Linked DNA regions of Gasterosteus aculeatus: region 2 is linked to region 1. A link is a contact called in public Hi-C data. All regions are on one chromosome and are shown on one strand. Each heading gives the region's core, a stretch centred on a gene start, on an enhancer-like site or on the middle of the called end of the contact. The rest is flanking DNA. Distances are from core to core; before and after follow the strand shown.

Region 1 (6,959 bases), core at 2,755-5,254:
TTTGCTCCACTCCTTAATGAAACTTTAAAACATGACAATCACTGAAGGATTTCTGTGTTGTTCAAATCTGTTTGAGAATTAATGTCAGAACGTCATCATTTTTTAGAATAGAGCTTCCAACGTAACAAAGGCACATATTTGCTTTGGCTGTTTTCTTAACAAAGATGCAGACGTAAGCCGTTTTTAAATACTGCCCCATCGGCCTTTCTGTGAATTTGTGTCCAAATTGAAATGTTTTTTTGGTAAAGATATTGTCCAACTCATTAAACCTTGTCTTCATTTATAGCTCTGGCATATGCGTTCTGAACTGTAGCCGCAAAAAAAAGTATTCTGCTTTGCTCAATGTCACGCTTGTTCAATTTTCTATTGTCTCTGACTTTAACAACTGGTATTGTCTTTCCTTTGCAAGAACTGCTGAAGAGAGCACAAATGTAATGTAAAGGAAGATGGTGAATTACACAACATCACAGTTCAAGTGCGAGATTAAATGAATTTCCACATGCGTTTATGCTGACCTCAGGTCGCTGAGACTCGCACGTCTTACCAGTCACATAAGCTAATTAATTCACTGTAGTTTCAGTGACCTCACATGCACATCCTCCAACAAAATATCTACTTGAGTCCCAAAATATAATCTACATGTAAACCTGAAAATAGTCCCCAATTAAGAATCCACTCACTCCTTTTTAGGCAACACTGAAAACTACAGTTCCCAGCTGCGTTTAGAAATGATTTAGCCTCTTTGAAACTATTCTGACAGATGTAGGTTCTTACTGGGAGGTTTGAGGCTGAGAGCCACAGACAGGGTAGGACAATTTGAAAGATTTCAAGCAGAGATTAATGCGATGAAATATTATGACTTTAAGCACTGCTAAGCTAAGCTAGCTGTTAAGCAGTGACGGCGGCACGGTGGGCACTGTCTACCTTAAATATATTTTATAAACTTGTAATTGTATTTTTACTTATATATGCAATGATATTCCAATTGTTTAGATGTTACGATGACGAATGTTAGTTAGGCATAATCAAATAGAAAAGAAACGGTAGAGCGCATTTACAGTCCGTTCATTGCAGACAAGCGAAAAAGGCCGCGTTGCGCATGTGCACTTCCATCCTGTATTCTTTAACACGTACGGCAAAAAGCACAACTCTGGTGCCTTTACACGTAAATATGTCATGCCAGTAATATGTGTGAAACATGGACCAATTAAAATCTAGATGTTACCGGACATTTGCGCAGCCGACGTCACTACACCACCTACGTCGTGAACTTAAAAATCCCTGCGAAATTCAAAGGTGTCTGCCGATATCACAGATCTGAGGCGAGTTCCACAACGCTGTGATTGGCGTCTTCACAAAGAAAGAGCAGATGGATTTCATGTATAAATGCTCTACCGATTGGTGAGTCAGAAACTATTTTGGGCTTAATATCTAATTGATAAGTGCGGTTGAATCCATGCCGACTAGAAGCTATTTGCCTTCATATTCAATTGAGCATGTGTGTTTTCATTGTCGCTGACTGACTTTCGCCGCTGTGCAATAACTAAGCAATAAGGTCCGACAGGCCGGACTTTGCCTTCAATCACGACACAATTGAAACCTTATCATAAGTCCTGCCTCAAGTATTATAATTAAGGATAAAGATGGTTTCGTTCTGATGCTGGACATTGACTGTGTGTGTGTGTGTGTGTGTGTGTGTGTGTGTGGTACACAATATGTCTTCCTGATTGGAAATTTCTAAATTTTTATCAACTGTGCGTGTGCGCCGCGCTTGTGCGTAACTTTTATTGTTTTGACATGCGGGCCTAAACAGATCAGGTAATCTGTCTTTCATAACTCAGTGCCTACCGTCATACTGACCTCGCCGCACGTCACTGCTGCCAGGCTACGTCCATCTCAACATCTACCCTGCATGGCACCCGGTCTGCAGAGGACTGCTATTGTCCCTGAACTGCTGCGGTCTGAAAACGTCCTGGCTGAATGTGGGGAGTTGGCACTTCAGACTGAGCCGTCAAATGATGGAGAGTTGAGAGCAAAGTGCACGAGCCGCTGGTTCAACACGTTTCACCCGGTGGAATTCTGCCTCAAAGGTGATCGCATGTGTGAACTTTTGTGCATAAAATACAATTAAATGACAATGACTAAAGATCACTCATTACTTGTAAGATTTAGTCTTTGGACTATCTATGACAGCCCTAGTGATTATCAATGTGACTTTCAAAGTAGCTGCAGAGATTCAACTTCATTTTATGCAACGTTGCCACCAAATTCCATGATATTGACTTTTGCCAACCGACTGTTTTCAACACGTGATGGATGTCTAGCATGAGCGTCTGGCCCTGACATCTTTTTGCGTGAGCCTCTTAGGACTATTTTTATGGATTGTGTGACTGTACGTGTTGTTGTGCCAACAATCTAGTTGATAAATCCATTTTACAACCTTACATTTTAACACCCATTAGCAATATGCAACAAATCACTGGATTTTGTCTTTCTGTTTTTTGTGTTTTACCTTTCTTAAAGCCACGTCCATTGATTCTTTTTTCCCTCCTCTCTGGAAGTGTGTTGTACCTGGCAGTGCAGTTACTGATGGAGTTTGTCCTCCAGATGTCTCTGTGAACTCCAGATGCTCTCGAACGCTGTCTCGTACAATCATCCTTCATTCCCACTAACAATTAGGTAATGAAATATTGATTTTTAGTTAGATTCATATTGATGCTATTAGCTTTGCATTGATAAATCACTGATCCTGAGCCAGACCAGGAGGACATTACTGCGTGTTAATCTGATGGATATCCCTCCTCCTTCCTGCACGTCTCTCTCTACCTGGAGTGTCACACTTCATCTTTACTGTGTTCAGTAATGATGCCCTCATGAATTTCCTTTGCTATTATATTTTACTTCATGGCTGTTAATTTTAGTATATAACTCTTGATGGAGATAACTATAAAAGCTATTTAAATGTCAATTGCAGTTGTTTGAAAAAGCGTAAACAAAGTTAATTGGAAGGAAATATTGGCATCGAGAAAACCACCACTTTTAAAGCTTGAGTTACCAATAACGTGGCATTTTCAAATACTCCTTACAGCAAATGAATAGTCCAATATTGCATTTAGTGGCCGCTTGTATTCAAAGCACCAAAAAGGAGTATAAATTACACAGGTACATGTTGGAATCACATCTTTTGACTCGGGTCATTTTAATGCCGTGGTCTAACAATTGAGCTTCACAGAATAACATTTCCAGTCACCTACTGAGAATGCTGAGAAATCTCCTTATCACCAGTGTCCACCTGTCTGGGGGCGTAACTCGGTATTTCAGCCTGCTGTCTGGTCATTACTGGCACAGCGGGACCTCAGTATCAAAAACCGAGCCCGAAATCCATGTTACGGATCGGAACAATTTAAATTAACTTATGTGTCGGTACAACATGCACAACAATGCTGGTATATGGTGGAATAAAAGTAATTGTAAATGCAATATGTCTGCCATTTGATGCATTATATAGATCATAATCTTGCCCGAATGGATCCAAACATATTCAGTGTTGTAAAGCCCTTTTTGAGGCGCATTTGATCTGATTGTGTGCTACTCAAACAAAATATTTTGGATTTTAACAGATTCCTGTTTTTTTCTTTAGTTTCTACACCGGGAATCATTTTGCAACCCAGCTCTCATTTTACATTGACTGCATTAGTTTTTCTCTTTAATCTGATCCATCGCCCCAAAGTACTTGCTTTTACTGTTAAATAATGTTTATTAACCTAAAACCAAAACCAATAATTAGAATTGTACTCTTCAAGCACTAAACCAAATTCTACATCTGTTTTCAATCTGCTGAACCTGATTCTGACCTTTTAACTTCCCTTGGATAGAAGATTCAGTCACTTTACAACACTGCATTCACATTCGAGGCTCAGATCTCAGGCTCGACATCATACTGAGGACGGCTGTCACTCCGATCGGCCAACCAGTCCGTCTCGCCTCTCTGCACGACAACAGCCAGGCGCTTCCCTGTCAGACAACATATGCCACTTCACTTCTCCTGCTCGCAGCCGCCCGACAGCATCTAGTCCCGGACCCCGCGGCCACCTCCATCTCTGCTGCTGGTGGCACTGCAAACATGATCTCTGATGTCTCTCGGGCAGCTAACTGATGCTGTCACTGCACCAAGATGTAACGCGGCCCACTGACTGACACGTTGTGACAAGGACACACACACACACACTCAGTGGAACAACATCCTTGTTGATGTGCTGGACAACAGTTGCTTCAAGTACCGCTCTGAATTTATTTTCTCCAACAGCGACACGTATGTTTACAGTCACACAATGTATGCAGTTAAAACATGTTTCTTTAATGTGTTTAAAGTTGCCTGTGGATTGTTTGGCCAGTTGGACTTTTCCCACCATTAGGAAGTTTAAATCTCGCTTGCGGGTAAAAGAGCCTCATTAAGTTGTAGTTCTTACAGTGATCAGCTGTATACAGTTCCAGCATATAGAGGTTTTGGTGCAGAAAGCTTGATTTGGTTTTACTGTCATAAAGACGTACAGTATACTGTGACAACAATTCCTCACAAATACAACGACACACAAAAGGGAAATTTGTAACAAAGCAGGATTTTATATCCTCTATTGTTGACATTTCCTACCATCTACTGGTAGAAGCTGTAAACTGCAGCGAGCATGAGACCTCATTGTTTAATCCCGGGTCAAAAGATCACCTGAACTGCAGCATGGATATGAAACAAAAACGATCCCCAACAGACCTACAATTAAAAGTTCATCAAGTATCAAAGTATCAAGGCCATTTAATACATTTACATTGTGTAAATTAATTGAAAATTGTCCTCAAAAGATCAGTATTTACGTCAGTTCTAAGGGCTGAATGTAGCTGTGATTTCTTTTAGTTTTGAACTGGTTTCAATAAAGCATCGGCACACAAGTTACTGTTGACATTTGGTCTGCACGGCTAACCTGCTCTGGTCAGACTAAATAATCCTGATTTATTAATAATAATGATTTTTATACTTATATGTTGTCAATGGGGCGGCGCGGTGGTTAGCACTGTTGCCTCACAGCAAGAAGGTCCTGGGTTCGATTCCGCCCAGTGGCCTTTCTGTGTGGAGTCTGCATGTTCTCCCCGTGTCTGCGTGGGTTCTCTCTGGGTTCTCCGGCTTCCTCCCACAGTCCAAAGACATGCTCTGGGGATCAGGTTAATTGGGGACTTTAAATTGCCTGTAGTTGTGTGAATGTGAGTGTGAATGGTTGTGTGTCTCTGTGTAGCCCTGCGATTGGCTGGCGACCAATCCAGGATGTACCCTGTCTATCGCCTGAAGTTGGCTGGGATGGACTCCAGCCCCCCCGCGACCCTTTGTGCAGGATAAGCGGTTTGACGATGGATGGATGGAACTGGATTCAGTACCGTTATTATTATAACATTGTGGTCATAATCAATCATTCAGGTCATTGTTAAGTTTGAATACTGCTATTGATATAGATAGAAGTTTGATGAATATACTATGACACAGATCATTATTACAAATACGTTTTAAAACGGCAAAGGTCCACTTAACTGGACCGATGGCTCACATATAATCTATTCATTCCGTATCAGGAACCTCACCCCAAAAGGTGGGATTTGTCGTCTCCAGAATATCCTGAATTGGAGAAAAAAAAAGTCCTGTTGCATTTTGTAGCCGCATTTAAGTGTCCCAGCCTTAAATGTGCATTAATTGTGCATGCTAGATTTGACCAGGCTGTATTTTATCCTTTTCGGCAAAGAAAGCAAACCTGGTTCATCAGTGATTTATTATCCCATCATTTTAGTGTCAGGGAATCTGTGATTGACCTCATGATTTGCAGCAGAAGGCTCTGAAAGTGCATATATTTGGATTACTGACACCTGTCTTTTACCTTGTGGCACCTCGTCGTCGTCCTCGATCAAAATTAGCGCATATAATCCTCTTTTGTTCTCTTTATAAAAGCTTTCAAATGTCTGGTTTCTACTCCAATCAGCAATGTGTGCAATGCCTCAAATGTTGATTCGACTCAAGTCTGCACTTTGAGAAGCAGTGTGTGAGAGACGAGGACAATCATAATATCAATCTACGTTGACCAACTTTATTTGTACATGTTAACAGTCAGACAATATGTGGAACTGGTGAAAATAGAAATTCTTTTACCAACATAATTTAACTATGTTTACATGGTCTCAAACATTAACCCAGTGAGAGCTCACGTTTAAGCTTTTGCATAAATGTTCAGGTTTGCATTAAAATCAAGCATTTTCCTGTCAACCTTCTCCTCACAGACAGCAGTTCGATCACTAACACCTGCTGACTGCACAAGTCACTGACTCTCCGGCCTCCTCCTGGTTTTTCTTCCCCCTGTTGTTACTACAAATACAAAGTACCTTGGAGTGAAAATCACACTCTTAGTAAACAAAAGAAATACCTTAAATAAAATGAACAGATACAATATTTATCAAAAAACTGTCTTCCACACAGAACAAAGTCAGTACTCCAACAATAAATTGCGTATCCTCAAGATCACCCGAGAATCCATGAGTTGATGGCTTTTTGTCAAGTGCATAGACCGTTTCTCTACGGGAGCTGGATACACTGAATTTGGACTTACTAACGAATCTGCAAACTTACAACAAACACATTTTAGAATGAGGTGAACTTCAAAAATTCAAACAAATATTTCTCTTTAGTTGCTTAGGCGGCAAGTCAGGAGCCACATCAGCAGAAATCATCATTGCTACATTTCTACTTCTAAAAATCACAGCATTAAATTGCTACATCAACCGCAACGTCATCTTTCTGAAAGAAAACAACAGGATCACTTCACATTTCAAACGTAGAATGATAAAGCAGGACGCCACTTTTCACTGTATTTGTACTTTTTCGCACACTAACGAGTGACAGACTGGCTACGGACGATGTCCACCCCTTT
Region 2 (6,535 bases), core at 3,260-5,759, 160 kb before region 1:
CACTGGCCGTTGTCGTACGTCATGGGGATAAACTGGGTTGATTTAATTTGTACCAACTTTTCTCTTCATCTGTACCGAAAAACTCACAGGAACAAAGAAGTAAAATCGCTACAGTTTGGGGGGAAATTGACACACAAAAAAAACCCAGTTTCTAAACATGTGGGTTCAAAATTGACGGTGGAAGACGCCGTCGCCAGCCGAGCATCAGTTAACCGCACCGACTGGGTGTGAACAGGAGCCTCTGAATCCCGACACCCGAGCAAACAAACAAGGACAACCTCCTGTCTCCGGGGCAACCAGAGGCTCGTTTTACCGGCCTCTCGTATTTTTCCTTGAAAGCGGACTCCACGACGGCTAATGCTAGCAGACAGTAGCAAGACTCGCTTTGGAAAAGAGACCAGCTCCTAAGCAGAGGATAAAGGGCAGCGCGGGCGACGGAGCTGTAATCCTAACTGAACTGGGATTAGAGCAAAGCAAAACTAAATGGAATGGAAGGGCGAGATAGCACTAATGGAACGGATGAGAAGAGACTGCCTCATGTAATGGCTGAACTGCTCCTTCATATCCAATGGATAAGAGAAGGGGACACAGGAGACAGAGACGACCCCTGACTGAACTGGAGGAAGAGTAAAGGAGTCGTCGAGAGAGAAGACGAGATCTTAGAATGCCAACGCAGCCAATCGGAGCCCGTCTGGTCTGGAATCAACCGAGAGAGGTCAACCTTCCCTCTGCATAATGAATCAGATAAAACGGAATACGGCCTCGAGGAAAGATGAACCCGATCCCGTGAATTCAAATGGATTCTGATGAGAAAGCCGCTGAACGGAAACAGAGGACTCCGATGGACTAACAAAGAAAAAAAGCTCTCGCACTAAAGCACATTTTACAGGAACACTACCTGTCTACCCACTGAGAGACAGACTAACGGGGGGGACGGATAGAAAGGTTAGAGGGAAACTGGCAGAGCGGATGACAGGTACACACACTAACAAAAGTCTGTAAAGACAGAAAGACCCACAGACACAGAAGGAGGTTGACACGTTTCAAGACAAGCGGGGCCTTGAGGCTGTTGCATTGTCCGTCGCTCCGGATTAACAGGTTGTTAGACGGTCGGGCCGAGCGTCGGGAGGAACGGACAGACGGACGGACACTGACAGGCTCAAAGAAAAGGCAAACAGGGTTTTAGCCCTGCAGCTGTGGACGCAGCTCCACTGTTAATCCTGCACTCTGCGAGTGCTTCTCTCCTTTCTTTGTTATTGCTGCAGAATCTTCTGATCTGTAAATCTACTGCATATATATTCGGGAGCATTCACCACCTATATTTTTGTGCTATATATTTACCACAGGGGGAGGCGGCTGGAGGAGAAAGATTATAGCAGAGAGTTTGTTTGTTTTTTAGCAAAAACTAAAAAAAAAGAAATATCACAATAAAAGATTATCCAACCATGTGCTGTCAAACACATTCTCCTTTCTGACATGGAATTGGTTTATTTTAATACCTTCTGTAACGTGGAGTTCCTCTCACTATCACTGTATTTCCCTTTGAGTGTCGGTGGTATTATTGTTGTCATTATTGTTGAGATGCAACGTTTGCCGGCGACAATTGTGCCCTTTAGAGTTGACGTGTCATCAGATGCAGTGCAGCGGCCGTTGGTTTTGCCCCCCGTCACTAGAACTGTTGTCTTCTGTACATTTCCTCCACAGTTGTCCCCCATTGTGACACAGACACCATTTGTTGATCTGCTGGAATAACAGTTTTCCAGCTGTCGATATGATTCCACAGATTTGGGGCATCGAAGCAAATTCGGTGTTGTCAGGGCAACAAATGAAGCTCTTGAGGCCCCAATGCAATTCAACTTATTGATTACACGTGTCCGATCTGCTTCATGACCAGAGTCAACTGGACTTCTCAGAAGGCCACGTCAACCCATAATATAAAAAAACTTATAAATATATTATTTATAAAAGCAGTGATGGCTGGTTAACTGCCCAACATGTAGTTTGTGGACGATGTATGTACAATATGTTTCGACTCATGTAGAAAATGTGTGTATCAGTTTCATGTTTGTATTTTTTTATCCCACATTTTGGGGTGTTTCCAATGCGTTAGTTGGTGAACTAAAATGACTATTTAGTTTCTTTTGCAAAATATGTTTACAAAACCTCTGGAAATCACCTGAGTCTTGGTTGAAGAGTTTGCGTGTTAAAGATATCACAAAGATGAATACTGAGATGTCTGAGGTCCAAATTAATTCTGTTTTAGCGGTTCGCTGATGAGACTTAATGTGCCCTTGTTACAAAATCCACACTCATTATTAATTGGCGCATGTTATTTTCAAGCCTTTGACTTTAGTTGTTTGAAAAAAGTTTATAATACACTTCGCCATGTCTGAGAATTGCGCAGTAGATTTTTCACAGTGTTTTGCTTGTGTACAAAAGCTAGAAGGCCTTCAATGCCATTTATTTCAGAAACACTGAAGCAGCGGACCGTCCGTTCGACAGTTGAGTAAATCCACACACATAACCGCGGCTGTTGACATTCAATACTTCCCCTCGCTTGGGCTTATTTTTATTTCATGAAAATAGAGCCTTATAATCTTCGCTCAGTGTTGCTTGGCTAGTAGTTATTCTGTTTACGCATCTGAATCACCGCTTCACTGTATGTAGCGGCTGTGAGCCGCTGGAGGCCGCTATTGCACATGTTGCCGTTGGTGCACCACTGCCGAGCGAAAAGCGGACGCTTGATTTTGGGTGAAACCGTGCATGAGACCCACATGGTGATGTCAGAGCTTGGCCTGAACGTGTACCATGAGTTTCAATGTTACCGCTTTGAAGCCCATTTCAGGAGACAGAGAAGACTTGCTGTAAACAGCCTGGTTTAAAATGAATTAGTTGAGTTTGGGCCCCACATGTAAACAAAGCCAGTTATTTTTAATGAGTTTGGGTGTCAGAACTTCTACTTTTCTTTTAGAACCCCTGCTGTCGTGAACACAGGCTGACAGAAAACTCTGTTTTTGGATCAATCCTGATTTAAAAGCAGTGAGAGCTGAGGCGTCCTTGTTCATCACGACTGCAACTGTCCTGTAACTCATCGCTATGGTGACACTGTTTTTACAGTTTAGGTTAATTGTTGCTGCTGTTATTGTCATTGTTGCTGTTTTTTTTTTTTTCTTTTTCGGTATGGATCTGACACAGTGCCTACCAAAAACCATTGGACCCTCCCCATCACCTACACACACACACACACACACACACACACACACACACACACACACACACACACACATGCACGGTCTTTCAAACACATACACGCTCATACGCACACACCTGCTCAAGCGCTCTCCTTCATCAGAAGAAGTCATTTTTTTCTAAGCTTCAGTCTATTTTGCCACAAGCTTTTCCTACTGACTGACCGCAATAAGACCCATGTGATTTAAAAGACTCAAAGCTGTTCCTGCCCGGGGACATTGGAAATATTCACCATTTGAAGAAAAAAAAAGAAAGACGAAATATAGAATAAAAAAGTGTTTTGTATAGAAATATATTTTTATGATGAAAGTATTTGTAAAATGTATGAATCTATTATGTAAATTTTCAATGCAATGTAAGATTAAAAAAGGCTAATTGCTTTTGTAAAAAACTGTCTTTACTCTCTTTTTACTTCTGATATTTTACGATGCAAACAGACATGTCACCAATCTAACTAATATATATCTATGAAATACTATGATTTATGAAATATAAATTTAGGGAGTTCATCTCAAGGCGAGATAGCTGCACTTGAGATTATATATATATATATATATATATATATATATATATATATATATATATATATACCAACAGAAGTAGGTGGTAGAATCTATTTTTTGTCAAGCATTCATAGTGCGAATCTTTCTATACAACTTTGTATATTCATTGAAATAATGACATTAAAGTGGTAATACTAAATCAAACAGGGCAGCTTAACAACTACTTGAACTAAACATGAGCCCTGAATGTTTAGTTCAAGCAGCCGATACCGGCCGGCCCTCCAGTCATTAGCAGCAGGCTCCAGTCCAACCGGATATGAACAACAAGTAGAGCCTCTCATTTGGCTTCTTGATCACGTGATTTGATCGACGTTTCAAGAGGAACTATTTCATTTAGTTCTTCTGTTTAGCTCCTTTATGCCAGAAAACAAGAAACACGAGAGCAGATGTTATTTCCGGCCGCCATCGTCGTCGCCTTGTAAACCTGGGCCTGGAGGCAGGGGGCGCTCGTGCGCTCTGTCCCCCCCATCATGAGAACCCGCAGCCGCCGCCAAAGTGAGTTCGGACTGCAACCAAGAACAAGCAGGACATCATCCAGGTGTGCGGACCGCGTTCTCAACTGGACCCGCATTCCAAATGGTAGGAGCCATTTTTTTCCTGCTGTCGTTCGCACAAAGTTGCGCAAACCTGTTGGTGCCAAATGCCGCGCGCGCGGCTCCACGTGCGCGCTGTGCCAGCTGTCACGCGCATGCTTGTTTTCGGAGCAGTGGACCCGGTTGTGTTTATTTGAGTGTTGGCCGCGGTTTGCGGTGCTGTTTGTGACGTGGTGTCTCGGTTTGTTTTAGGTGATAATTAGCCCCGGTCGATCGTGGCCTCGTGAATGAACAGGTGTGCGTGATTAGTAAGCAGGTGTTGGGACGGATATTCCAGAGAGGAAGGAGGATACTGTAAAGTAAACTATCCAAGCGCGTTTCTAATGTTTACCACATGGAGCTTTTACTCAGATAATCGCATTGCACTCATATCATCAATCGTTTTGTTTGAGCTACATTTAAACAAACGATGGTTTGTCTCTATCTTTACGCGTCAGGCGGCGAGTTGCTAAGTAATCTTGGCTGCCACGGATTTTTCTCATTTTTTTGGGGTGTTGTCATTAGTCTATTATTTTTACAATATTAATAAGGGTATTAGTATTTGACGGTGAATCAGTTGTTGAAATGCAGGATGAGCTTTTGGCCTCACATGTTTATTTACAGCACATGTCCACTAGATGGTGTCAGGTGACCTCCATAACTCTTGCAGGATGCATGTATTTAAAAAAAAAAAAAAGCAATCCAAGCAGCGGGAATTCTTGCTGATATACAAAACGTGAGCTTAAATTTAAAAATGTTTGACGGTGTTTATTTTGATGGATTAGTTTTCAATAATTAATTGATGGTGGGGCTCGGATGTTGATCAAAACGTCTTCTCTCAAACCAACTGGGACAATCTGTCTTATTTTCTGTTATCTGCTTCACTTGTGAGTGAATTCGTTTTTCAATCATCAAAATGATTAAAACCTTGAAAAATTGAGATTTGGTAATACCGGCATTGTTTGATGTAAGTTCAAGTTCAATTATATTTATATAGCACGTTTAAAAAACAACTCGGTTGACCAAAGTGCTTAACGAGCTCAAAAAGCAGCGATACAATAAAACACAGACAGAGCACAATACAAAATATCTGACAGTAGAGAAAGAATAAAGTCAAAATATCAAAGCTCAACTTGAATTAAAAGCCAATGAATAATAGTGGGTCTTAAGCAGGGACTTGAACGTTGCAATGGTCCGAGCTGTTCTTACATGGATAGGTAAACTATTCCAGAGGTTTGGAGCAGCCACTGAAAAGGCTCGGTCACCTCTGGTTTTTAACCTGGATCCAGGCACATCGAGGAGCATCTGATTAGACGACCTCAGTGCTTTGATATTTGTGTGGACATGTAAGAGGTCCGACAAGTAGGAAGGCGATGTAAGCTATTGCCCTGCATTTCCTTTGGCCTTATTGCACTGTATTTATTCTGAGGATTGAGGCCTGTGAAGCTGCATACTCACAAAAACATAGGATACTCACATGTAATATGTATACTCGTATGTAATACTCTGGTTACATAAATGTGCTACATGCAGCACTTGTATCATTTGTGTATATTCTAAACATTCTGGCATTTAAATCCTATCCATTTAAATCAAATATGCATAAGTCAGTCGGTGCTAGATTTAAATCGGTGCTCACTTTGCTGAGCACATTTTAGAATTCTTTATTTCATTTTTTCTTTTGGTTGTACCATAATCAAGGCTCTCCGCTAATACCCAAAATGTATTTTATTGTATCGGCCTTGTGAAATCACTAGATGGCGCCAGCGAACCTTGGAAATGCTTCGACCTTGTTGGTCCCAGCTGCTCTAAAATGTAGGTGTTGTAAATATGTAATGTGCCTAAATGAGAGTTGACTTAAAGCAGGCGGAGTGGTCAAACAAACGATAACATTAAGACTTCAGTATTATGGAATATTTATAAAAAACAAAAAAAAAGCTTGCAATGGATTAGCCAGAAAATGTGAGGTTTTATGAATCTTAAGAGAATGTGAATAACTTACTGAATGTAAGTTATACATACTAAAGAAGAGGGGCATAATCTGTGAAATATGTTTTCTGTTACTTTTTTCAGCAAAGGTTTTTTAATTCAAAGAGACACTTAAAAAAGGTAAAATATCTAATCTTTTGTTAAATTTGATCCTAAATACAG

Evidence for each region. Hi-C and Micro-C count contacts between places; a contact is called where the count stands out from the background.
Region 2: a Hi-C map of whole body shows a contact between it and region 1, with 8 times the contacts expected there. The contact joins two enhancer-like sites. A contact is called at or near these places in 4 of 6 Hi-C or Micro-C datasets (skeletal muscle, tail fin and whole body).

Annotation. Positions count from the first base shown.
Region 1 is chr10:7,735,181-7,742,139 of fGasAcu3.hap1.1, reverse strand. LOC120826718 (zinc finger protein 516) reads right to left here. Exons shown (of 5, transcript XM_040189222.2): 5 at 6,107-6,959. Among protein-coding and RNA genes, the nearest start is that of LOC120826718, 18 kb to the right of the region's middle. Within about 2 kb of position 4,004, at least 1 of the 9 cell types and tissues checked has open chromatin away from gene starts, as enhancers often do.
Region 2 is chr10:7,898,660-7,905,194 of fGasAcu3.hap1.1, reverse strand. It overlaps LOC120826256 (CUB and sushi domain-containing protein 3-like), which reads left to right. Exons shown (of 72, transcript XM_078081429.1): 72 at 1-3,640. Among protein-coding and RNA genes, the nearest start is that of LOC120826446, 88 kb to the right of the region's middle. Within about 2 kb of position 4,509, at least 1 of the 9 cell types and tissues checked has open chromatin away from gene starts, as enhancers often do.